Regions from separate parts of the Sus scrofa genome. Here region 1 is linked to region 2. A link is a contact called in public HiChIP or PLAC-seq data. All regions are on one chromosome and are shown on one strand. Each heading gives the region's core, a stretch centred on a gene start, on an enhancer-like site or on the middle of the called end of the contact. The rest is flanking DNA. Distances are from core to core; before and after follow the strand shown. Region 1 holds the start of LAMP1 (lysosomal associated membrane protein 1). Region 2 holds the start of CUL4A (cullin-4A).

Region 1 (5,454 bases), core at 2,548-5,047, 44 kb before region 2:
TCGGGCCTCCGAACACTCCCTCCTCTACACCAGGGCAGCTGCAGGAAGCTGCCTGCTTGAGGTAGGGGATCTTGGTCTAGGACAGACCTCTCACCACAAACTAGCTGCGTGACCTTGGGCCAGGAGGAACCACCAAGCCCTGGCTTTAGGCACCTGCACGGTGGGAATAAGAGCACTGACATCTCAGGGCTGTGAGAGCCTCAAGTGCGCCAAAGCAAGCAGTGATGAGGACCGGGCATCAGGCTGCTTTCAGCGTTGGCCGCTACCATTCACTGTTCGGTGCCTCACAGCCCTCACCCACCAAGCTCATCACCGAATCCTCACCGCCTGAGCAAAGCATCAAGTAAGCGTTCTATTTAACCGACACCCGTACTGCTTGTGCAGTTACCCTGACTGTCGAGACAGCTTTAACAGGCACTATGACGACGCCCTTTTACAGACGCGGTGATCAGAGCACCAGAGGTTAGCTGACTGCTCAAAGTCACAGGGCAAGCGAAGCGACAGCGGAGAGCCAGGTCTGGAACGAGGTCCGCTGGGTCAGAGCACGTGTCTGCCACATCTGAACCACGTTTTCTCTCCAGCGCTCGGTGAGCAAGCGCGTGTGCTTCACATTACAATACACTCCCTTCTGAAATGAGGCTGCCATCTATAGAACGAGTCAATAAACCATTAACAGGAGTTCCCGTCGTGGCGCAGTGGTTAACCAATCTGACTAGGAACCATGAGGTTGCGGGTTCGGTCCCTGCCCTTGCTCAGTGGGTTAACGATCCGGCGTTGCCGTGAGCTGTGGTGTAGGCTGCAGACGCGGCTTGGATCCCGCGTTGCTGTGGCTCTGGTGTAGGCTGGCAGCTACAGCTCCGATTCGACCCCTAGCCTGGGAACCTCCACGTGCCGCAGGAGCATCCCAAGAAATGGCAAAAAATAAAATAAAATAAAATAAAAATAAACCATTAACATCTAAGAAATTACTTTCTAATTTCTCTTTTCTTCTTTTAAACCCAGTATTTTTCTTCTTAACCGGTGATACAGTCATTCACGAAGGCGCAAAGGAAGGAAAAACAAGACCAAACCAGACATCACAACCTCTAGAGAGCAGTTTGCACACCTCTCAACAGCTGGCAGACGTGCTTGTTTAGGGACCAGTGCTGTTCATGTGCAGCCTCTGCATGAGCGCTGACTATGGGTGAGGCACGAGGGGGCTGGGGGACAATGAAGATACACGTGTAAAAATAAGCACGATGTGGCTGAACCCATGCTCCCACGGAAGCACGTGTTGCACGTGCCTCTTAGTCAAGTCTCGCAGGAGCCAGGAGGAGAGAATACAGCCCGGAGTGGATCCATCAATACAAACCCACAATCATGGACCCAAAATATCCTGACCTCAAATCTAGGCAAGAATTCAGTCACCAGGAGTTCCCATTGTAGCTCAGCAGTTAATGAACCCAACTAGGGTCCATGAGGACGCGGGTTCCATCCCTGGCCTCACTCAGTGGGTTAAGGATCCGGCATTGCCATGAGCTGTGGTCAGCTTGGATCCCGAGCGGCTGTGGCTGTGGCGTAGGCCGGCAGCTGAAGCTCCAGTTCCACCCCTAGCCTGGAAACTTCCAAGTACCATGGGCGTGGCTCTTATAAGGAAAAAAAAAATTCAGTCACCGATATGAGTAATGGACAAACTCCCACAATTGAGGATGACATTCGTCAGTGTAAAACTTTCCCAACTTCCTAAGTGACAGTTCTTCATTCGGAAAGAGGAAGGAGATCATCTAGTTGACACCAACGGCTCGAAGGGCCGTGTCAGGCCAGAGACTTACACATACGGACCAAAAGGTTTGAGTGTACGTTTGTCTGCGCTTTCTACCAACTGCTGAAACACAAAAGCTTTAATTTTCTAATTATCAACACAGGACGAATTTGTAAGCTACAAGTTTGAAATATTTTTAGAAAAGATGCTTTGTGGTGGAATTGTGCATTAAAACACTCTCAGTAGGAGTTCCCATCGTGGCGTAGTGGTTAACGAATCCGACTAGGAACCATGAGGTTGCGGGTTTGGTCCCTGCCCTTGCTCAGTGGGTTAACGATCCGGCGTTGCCGTGAGCTGTGGTGTAGGCTGCAGACGCGGATCGGATCCCGCGTTGCTGTGGCTCTGGCGTAGGCCGGTGGTTACAGCTCCGATTCAACCCCTAGCCTGGGAACCTCCCTATGCCCAAGAAATAGCAACAATAACAACAGCAAAAAAGACAAAAGACAAAAAAAAAAAAAAAAACACTTAGTAGATCTTTGTTAAAAGCTAGATTTTAACTGAACAGAAAACTTAAAAGATATGATGGAATGTAGAGAGCTTATGAATTTTTCTCTTCGATCAGGTGAGTTTTTTTAAATTACTCAAAGAACTTTATTCATAGTTGTATAATGATCATCGTGACCAGATTTTATAGCATTTCCATCCCAAACTGCCAGCCCATCCCCTCACCCCCCACAGGTGAGTTTTAAAACATGAAACAAAGCCATTATGAAAGTTCTAACGCATGTGAGCCCTTCTAATAAAGGAGTTGTTCCTACATGACAAGACTTGTTCCAGCAACTCGTCCCCTGACTAATTACACCTGCTGTGGGAGAGCAAGGCTTTGGGTTTAAACGCTGCTGGAATAAGGTCATCCCTTGTGGCTGTTCTGCAGCTCAAAGAACTCATTCTACACCACAGACAAAAGGAAGACCTGAAACCCAAATCCATTCGTCTCAAGAACAGAACATCCGGGTAGGATGAGACTTAGAGGTGTCCAGAGAATTCACCGCACTTAAGTGGGGGAACGCGAGTTTCTTTCCGTGTCTCCTGAACTCCAGCGGCGCTCCCACCAGCTGCGTTCTGCACGTTTCAGATCCTGGCCCTCCCCTCATCACGGGGAACAAGGTGACAAAGAACCGCGGGCGGGCAAAGAGCCCCCAGATCAAGCCACACTGTGGTTCCCTTCGGTCAGCACGCACTCCCTCCTCACTACAACCGATAAATCCAACGACGCCCGCCCGCACGGGCTGCTCCTGAGCTCGGAGGGCTGTCGGAGTCCCCCCTCCGACTCCCGGGGCCCGGTGCACACAGAGCAGGAGCAGCGCTCCTCAACACGGCTCACTAGACACGGAGAGGCTATTGGGGGACCCGACCGAGCCCACTCGACCTTCTGCCCATTGCGGGCGCCCTTTAACTCAAGTCCTTACAACGTAACGAAATCCCCCAGCGACACAAACACGGGCAGCAGCGCTCCACGCCACCCTGCCAGGGGCGAAGGTTAAAGCACGAAGGACGAACTCTAAAGGCCGGGGTCGCCGCGCCGCCCTTTCCTCCTGTGGGGAGATCCGCGACGGGCGGGGGCCCAGGCCGCACGCAGCCCTCCGCGGCCACCGGTGCCCCAAGATAAAGGGGCGAACCACGCCGCTCGGAAACCACCAAGTCACTGCCCACTTCACCCACGACACGAGTTCGGAGCCCAGGGACCGCGCCGCGCCCCGCCCTCCCTCGGCCGCGGCTCGGCACCTGGGCCGCCCACCCCTTCCCCGCGCAGCCCCCTCGGCTGGTGCAGGGACGACTCGCCGGCTCGCCGACCCCCGGAGTGCCCAGGGCCCGGCCCGACCCTCAGCCCCGCAGCGCCCGCAGCCTCCCGCCCGAGCCCCCCATGGCCCCCGGCCCCTCACACCGCCCCCATCCCTCGGGGTCGGCGCAGCCCCTCACCCCGACCCGGCCCCTCACCGAGCAGCAGCAGCAACAGCAGGAGCGGCCGTCGCCAGGCGCCGCCGGGGGCCGCCATGGGCGCGAGCGGGAGCCGGGTGGGGTCGGGGGCGGTTGGGCCGGGGCGGGCGGGCCGCGGGCTGACCAGGCCGGCGTGAGGGAAGCTGGTCCCGTTGCAGCGCCCGCGGGAGGAAAGAGACCCCGCGGCCGGCGGCGCCCGTCACGTGAGGCCGCGCTGCGCCCGCGCCGCCACGTGACCTCCGTGAATCTCGCGAGAGGGCGCGAGTTGAGGCGTCCTCCCTACACCCGGCTCCCGGCTCGCACGTGACCTGGAGTGGACACGTGATTGTGGCGTCACGTGACACGACTCGCATCTCAGACCCCCTGCCCAGTCTCCGACCGCCCGAAACGGAAGGCGGGCCAGTGGCCCGCTCAGGTCGGAGCCCCCGGGACCAGCCCGGGGCCGGCGGAGGAAAAGATGGGATTGGACTCGACCTTCGGTTCTCTGCCGCGGGCCGAGGGTGGGAGCTCCCGGGGACCGCCCCACGGAGCTGAGCGGATGTTTCTGCGGGGACACCGAGGCTTTCGCGCTTCTCAGCCTCGGGGCTCTTCGAGGAGGACGGGAGGGATTAGGAAGGAGGGGACGTAGGTACGGTACCGAGTCGTGCCACTCGGTCCTGAAAGCCGCACAAAGCACAGGGTTTAAAGGTAGACTCAGTTGAAGGGGCATAAGGGTTTCGGTCACTGCCGGCTGTGACGCCACTCCGATGCTTTAGGGGAAGGGGCGGCACCTGCCCAGAAGGTTCACAAACGCTCGAGCCTGTCACGTACTCCCTACGTTGCTCAGAAAAGTCGCCACCGCGCTGCTTCCAGAAACTTCCTGAAGCACCTCTCGCGAACTTCCCAGTTCCTGCTTTGCCACGAGGCTTTGCCAGGTCTTTTTCCTCGCCTGCTGCACGCTGTGGCCACTTGTGCGGTTTGCAGAAAGCTGACCCCTCTGGCCTCGCAGGCCCCGCCTGCTGCTTTGTGGAGCCGCTTCCAACCCCACCTCCTCCGGAAGCCTGCCTCGAGCCTCTTCAGGGCAGGTTTGTTGATAACTACCTGTCACTACTGAAGAGGCTTTGATCGTTGTGGGGGTTTTTAGCTCTTAAATTTGTTTACTTTTTGTAGGTTTTGTCTTCTTTCCTGGCCTATTTTCCTGATCAGTTTCACTTCCCTTCTCCAGCTTACAACACAATCAGCTGAGAAAGTCACGAGACTTAATAGAACTGCAAGTAAAAGGGGAGCAGAGACCCAGAGCCCCAGGCGCTCGGGTTTGTTCTGCTCTGGAGGCAAAAATCTGTTGTTACTAAAGAGCAGATTTGGTGGTAGCTTGTTTAGGTTTTTAGAGTTCTTTTTGGACTTTCAAATTTATTGGTGTTCCAGGTGGGGGACAAGTTTTGCAAGACTCCACTTGAGGGAAGTGCTGCCCCTGGCACAGCGGAAACAAATCCGACTAGTGTTCATCCCTGGCCTCCCTCAGTGGGTCGGGGATCCAGTGTTGCTGTGAGCTGTGGTGTAGGTCAAAGATGTGGCTTGGATCCTGCATGGCTGTGTCTGTGGTGTAGGCCGGCAGCTGTAGCTCAGATTCGACCCCTAGCCTGGGAACTTCCATGTGCTGCTGGTGCAGCCCTAAAAACGGGGAAAAAGAGAGAGAAGTGCACTCCATCAACTCCAATAAAAATTTTTTTGAAAAA
Region 2 (5,943 bases), core at 619-3,118:
TTTCTAATTTTGTTGGTTTTCAATTGTTTTCCTTGTATTTTTTATAGTTTCCATAATTTTACAATGTAATCACTTACAGAAAAAGAAAAAACTTAAAATCCAAGTCTCCTAATAGAAATTGTACTGTCATTACCTAAAACGTGGGTGATATTAGGCCCAGCTGACAAATTGTTAGTCTTTAAGATACCAGAAAAGAAAAACCAGTCTGCTTGTAAGTGGAATATCCAACCGTGAAACATACTTTCGACCATTTTTTCTTATGTTAGAACAAGAACATCATTAATTTAAATCAAATGAAACAAAACCTGTTTGCACATTTTAACCGCAATAATTAATCACAAAGTACAATGAAGACAGGGAAAATCTACAAGTGAAACTGTCATGAGAATTTTATATATAACGTAACTTGGAATTTTAATAACATTTGCTGCATATTTGGAAAACAGAGTCGCATGGCTCACAGAAACATATGGCTTTCCTGTGATGAATTAACTTTAAATGCCTTTCTAGACAGTTGAAGCCTGAAAAGAAAATAAAAATCCCACAAGCGCCAAAACCCGAAAATCCTCCTTGACCCTGGGGACGTCCTCTCGCAGAACTCCCACTGTTTCTGCCGGAGGCCTGTACTTGGATTTCTAGTATTTCCTTCGCTGAGACAATACTGAGGCCCACGGAATCCGCACCCGTGTCACATTTCGTGGAAGTGCACAACCGTGTGGTTTGGACAGCTGCAAAAAACGGTAAGTGAAAAACAAGATGCTGGCCCCCAGGCCTGGACGTTCTCCCTGAAGAAATTAGGTGAGAATCCTAAGGAGCCCCGCTGTTTGCAAAGGTGGAGTCTTACCTGGTAGAGCTCTTCCAGGTTGTATCTGATGGAGGTACTACTCTGTATGGCTTTCACCGCCTCGTGAAGCTTGTGCCAGGTGTCCTGAGTGTAGTTATCAGGCAACTTCGGTCTGTCTGTAAATCCAGAGACAGTGAGTGGGGAAGGGCATCATGCCAAGAGTCACACACCTTAAAAAAAAACTCTACAAAAAAGGACTCAAAGACACCTAGGTGACGAATACGGGCAGTAGCTCTTCCCCAAAGGAAGCACTGTGTTTACACCTTCCTTGGCTTAGAGACTATGTGACCACAATGTCTCTCTTTTGCTGGGTAAATACTTGCAGTGTTGATACTTAGGACACACACATGTAGTCTTCTAAGTAAGGAGACGTTACAAATAAACAAACATGGAATAGTTAAGCCCCGACCAGATTTAAAGTTGAGTTAAATTACTCAACGTCGGGAGGGAGGTCTGTGTGGGACGAAGACGCTTGCTCCCAGATAACGACAGTGACAGCGGAGAAAGTAATTAAATTAAGCGACATCACCCAGCGCTTCAGGGGCTGCCACTCGTTCTGGCTCGGCCTCGCCAACCACGACACCTGCGCTGCTTGGCCGAACTTAACTCCAGCCGAACCCTCCGTCCCGACGACACAGCCGCGGAGGGAAAGCGACCCCCGCCCGCCCCGCCGCGGCCCCGCACCCACCTCGGAAATTCTTGATCACGAGCTTCTTGGAGCCGCCGCTGCCCCCGGGCTTGGAGGTGACGGCGGCGGCGGCGAGGGACGCGGGCTTGGTGAGGCCGTTGGTGTGCCCGACGAGCGCCGAGAAGCTGCCCTTCCTGGGGGTCTCGTCGGCCATGGCCGCGGCCGCAGCGCCCCGCCCGGGCCTCCGCCCGCGCCCGCCTGTCCGCTCCCCCGGCTGCGCTCCCCGGTCCGGCCCGGCCCGGTCCAACCGCCGGATCCCGACGCCGACCGCGCGCCTCAGGCCTCGGGAGCGCGCCGGACCCCGACCCGACCTGACCCGGCCCGACCCGGCCCCGAGCTCGCGGGCGCCGCAGTCCGCTTCCGCCGCGGTCCGTGTGGAACCTCGCAGCAGGCGAGCGGCCGGCGGGCCTGGGCACCTGGGGCGCGGACGAGGCGGCCTCGCGAGCGGTTCGGGGAGTCGCAGCGCAGCCCCCAGCCCGCCTCAGCCCGGGCGCGCCGCCATGCCGGCCCGGGGCTCGCGTTCCCGCGCACAGGCTGCCTCCGGAACCAAGGTGCGCGGAGGGCGGGGGGCGCGGGGCCGGGACGGACCGCGGCCCGGAAGTGACGCAAGCAGGCGGCGACGGGCGCGCAGCTCCGCCGCACTGCAGGCGCGGCCATGGCGCACATCACCCTCAACCAGTACCTGCAGCAGGTAACGTTCGCCGACCATCGGGCCCCCTGCCGGTTGACCTCCCGCTTCCCTGAGCTGCGGCCCGGAGCGGGCTGGGGCCCGGGCGGGTCCGTTCGCCGGCTGCGCCGGAGCCTTTGGCCGCCAGACGGGAAGCAGGCGCCCTCACCGTGTACCCTGGGGGCTCGGGAGCCCCGGCGGCCGTGCCCTCAATTCAGGGGCGTGTGGGGACGGGGGACAGGCAGTGGTGGATGTAGGAGCCGGGGAAAGCAAGTGGTTCGACTGCAAGGGGGTTCTGTGTTGGCGCTCGGCGTACCTATGTCCTTTGGGATTTGTGTCTCTGAGGAGTTTTGTCTAAACAGGCTCCAAATGCAACGGGAGAGCGCAAATATGTTTTTGTGGATTCGAAGCTTGTAGTCTTTCCCCTGAGCCATGCTATTTCGCAGAACTAGAACCGTGGTAATCAGGACAGGGAAAGGGGGAGAGTGGGTTTTTAGAATATATGGAGACATTGCGGAGACTTGGTGAATAAGGCTGTGTGGTTGGAGAACAAACAGGAAGGAATTAAGAATGATTCCCAGGTTTCCAGCTGGGCAACACGTGAGCAGAACTGATTGGGAAGGAAAAATAAGTGTAGTTTTGGCCGTGTTGAGTTGGAGGCATCTGTTGACAACCAAGCCAAGCTATCTCTTTGGCAGTTGAATATAGTGTAACATGATTGGAACCATTAGTTGTTCAGTTAATTGAGAAAGTTGGTTAAGATAGGAATCATGGGGGAAAAAAAAAACAGATCCATGCTTTTATCTTAACTTAAAGGATATGTTCATTTCCAATCATTTGATTGAGACCTAAGACCTTTTCTTTAAGAACAGGTCTACTTTGGCCTTAGCTTTGCAGAGTTAACATTTTTCACTATCAGTTTTTATTTAAAGTCAAACAAGAACAGAGTTCCCGTCATGGCACAGTGGTTAATGAATCCGAGTAGGAACCATGAGGTTGCGGGTTCCATCCCTGGCCTTGCTCATTGGGTTAAGGATCCAGCATTGCCGTGAGCTGTGGTGTAGGTCGCAGATGCAGCTCGGGTCCCATGTTGCTGTGGCTGTGGTGTAAGCCAGCAGCTGTAGCTCTGATTAGACCCCTAGGCTGGGAACCTCCATGTGCTGCGGGAGCGGACCTAGAAAAGGCAGAAAGACAAAATAAATAAAGTCAAACAAGAACGCAGACATTTGAGATGTACAAAAATTTGTCATTTTTTGACAATTTTTTTTTCTTTTAGGGCCGCACTTGTGGCATATGGAAGTTGCCAGGCCAGGGATTAAATCAGAGCTGCGGCTGCTGGCCTACACCACAGCCACAGCCACAGCCACATTATCTCTGGATCCTGAACCCACTGAGAGGCCAGAGATGGAACCTGCATCCTCAGGGACACTCTTGGGTTCTTAACCCACTGAGCTACAACAAGAACTCCAGATAAATATTATTTTAAAATGTCATTTGGTTTGCTAGTTATAAATCATCTGCCATTACCCAGGCCTCCAGTATAGAAATATATAAAGTCAAAGTCTCCTCGCTCCCCCACCCCCCTGCCCAGCTCTCACCATACTGGCCAGGGGTCAGCTGGTGTGGCATGGGGCCCTGCATTTGTTCCTGTGCTAACATGCCACACAACTAACTTTGCAAAATCGACAAAAAGCATATTGTGGACACTTTTCCACATTGCTCTAAGTAGGTGTACGTGATTCTCACGACACTCAGTACCCTGCTGTGTGACCGTGACGTTTTATTTTGTCACTATCTTTCCCTTTTTATTTTATGTGAAGGTTGAATGAAAGCTCTCTGCATTTTGGATATATGTGGTTTTCAAGCTTTTTTTTTTCTTCTTCTTCATAAGCTGCATAAGTGGATTTTCAAATGTTTGTTAGCATGGCTGAATAAAATTAGAATAATCCACTTTCATTAAAAAGCAAGTAATAAACACTGGCTTGTTCCACTTTTTCACTTTTTGCCTTCAGATCACATCTTAAGATGTAGTGATTGTGCGCTAAGGAGAGTGCTGACTTGTATCTGGATTATTCTCACTCCCCCAGAGTAGGGGAAGTGAAGTGCAGGGTATATGCTGTGTGTTGTCTAGATTCTGTTGGGATAGATGTTTTGTCCTCATAGCTCTTCTCTTTTCAAACACTTCAGGTGTACGAAGCAATTGATACCAGAGATGGGGCGTCTTGTGCAGAGCTGGTGTCCTTCAAGCACCCTCATGTTGCCAACCCACGGCTTCAGGTCAGTGGAGGGGCCATGCACATGGTGTCCCAGGGCGCTGCAGGGTCACCAGCTTCCTAAGAGAAGGAAACTAATGTCACCACTCCTCTCTGAAACGTGCGGAGTTCCTTGACGATTCGTCTGATTCTAGGCCACTTGCTGAACCGTAGCTGAACACCAAGTCTCAGAGACTGTCCTGAGACACACGCTCATTTTCCTGCGTTTACTTTCCACAACACCTAACCTCTCTGGGGTTCAGAGAAGTGCAGGAGCACGGTGAGGTCATCCAGTGGACAGGCCTGTCGTCCCCAAAGCCCAAAGGTGGTTCCTGTGACTGTGAGCGAGGTTTTACTGGGGCAGAGCCATGCCCACTGCTTCCCGCCGGCAGTGGGGCTGCCTTCCACAGGGCACAGCTGGGGAGGTGGGCAGTGGCCAGAGGCCTACAGAGCTGGCACCGTTTCCTGGCTGGCCTTCTGTAGAAACACCTGCTAGGGCCCTGCTCTGAACTCACATGTCATTGATTTAGAGGATAAACGGTACCCAAGCAATAGCTTCCTAGAAAATGTTGCTGACATCTCGTAACTGCCCGTTTCCTCACTGATGCCCATGATGACGTTGGAGCGTGTTCCTGCCCGAGGAGCTTAATCCCTCTTTTGCGAGGAAAGGGAGATTCTACCTTGGTGGCTCTGTGTGGCAGCATATGGACTGCACCTCAGACACGTAAACCAGTTTCTGGAGTAGAAGGAGGCGTGTCTTGGCTTAAAAGTTTCCTCGGTCTTTCCAGTGTGCAGCCAGCATTGGAGACCATTGCTCTGAATGGATGGGACTCGGGCTTAGCCTGCTGGCGGGTTGCCCTGGTGCACGTCTGCAGCCCACTGGAGACTTGAGGCTGGTCCCTTCGTTAAAAAACTTCGTCAGCCTTCCATCTGTTGGTCCCTTCCCTGGTGGCCGTTGGCTGACCGTTGAGTCGGGGACGGCGGAGGCGGATCTTTCTCGTGTTGTCACTGTTCCTCTCGATCTTAGGGACACAGATATGCTTGCTGTGTGGGTGCGGGGTCGTGGAGGCCCTTTTAAATGCATTGTGTTGATGACCCATCAGGATGCCCGTGTTGCCTAAGGTCTGGCCCCTGAGAAGGAAGGGAGAGGTAGAAGGAAATGTCTGCTGGTCTCACGAGACCCAGAGAGGGGCGATGGCACAGAGGGGCGGTTCCTCCACCCCCGCCAGCCAGGCTTCGTCTCTGGGTCGCCCAGCCTCACGCAGGGGACGCGCTCTACCCCTCGCTTGTTAGGTACATGGTAGCTGCTTAATAAACCTTTTTTGACTGACTGGCTGTTAAATATTATTAAGATATATTAGGATATACAAATGCGACTGGAGTGGTTCCTGGTCCGCGGCAGACGAAACAGAGCCCGTTCGTCTTTTGCCCCGTATGTAGGTTGGGCTGGAGAGAGGCGTGGGGGTGACAAGCCCTCTGCTGGGAAGGGAAC

What was found. HiChIP or PLAC-seq counts read pairs in DNA pulled down with a chosen protein or histone mark.
Region 1: a contact with region 2 is called in an H3K27ac HiChIP or PLAC-seq map of alveolar macrophages. The contact joins the promoter of LAMP1 here to the promoter of CUL4A in region 2. A contact is called at or near these places in 3 of 5 promoter capture datasets (fetal liver, fetal skeletal muscle and liver), 9 of 47 Hi-C or Micro-C datasets (alveolar macrophages, blood, differentiating spermatogonia and 3 more) and 2 of 2 datasets of contacts at active chromatin or transcription factors (alveolar macrophages and skeletal muscle).

What each region holds. Positions count from the first base shown.
Region 1 is chr11:78,599,161-78,604,614 of Sscrofa11.1, reverse strand. LAMP1 (lysosomal associated membrane protein 1) reads right to left here and starts at 3,797. Exons shown (of 9, transcript NM_001011507.1): 1 at 3,740-3,797. The coding sequence starts at 3,797.
Region 2 is chr11:78,552,955-78,558,897 of Sscrofa11.1, reverse strand. CUL4A (cullin-4A) reads right to left here and starts at 1,868. Exons shown (of 20, transcript XM_003131101.4): 1 at 1,533-1,868; 2 at 845-960. The coding sequence starts at 1,686. It overlaps PCID2 (PCI domain-containing protein 2), which reads left to right and starts at 2,114. Exons shown (of 15, transcript XM_021065973.1): 1 at 2,114-2,223; 2 at 4,387-4,476. The coding sequence starts at 2,188.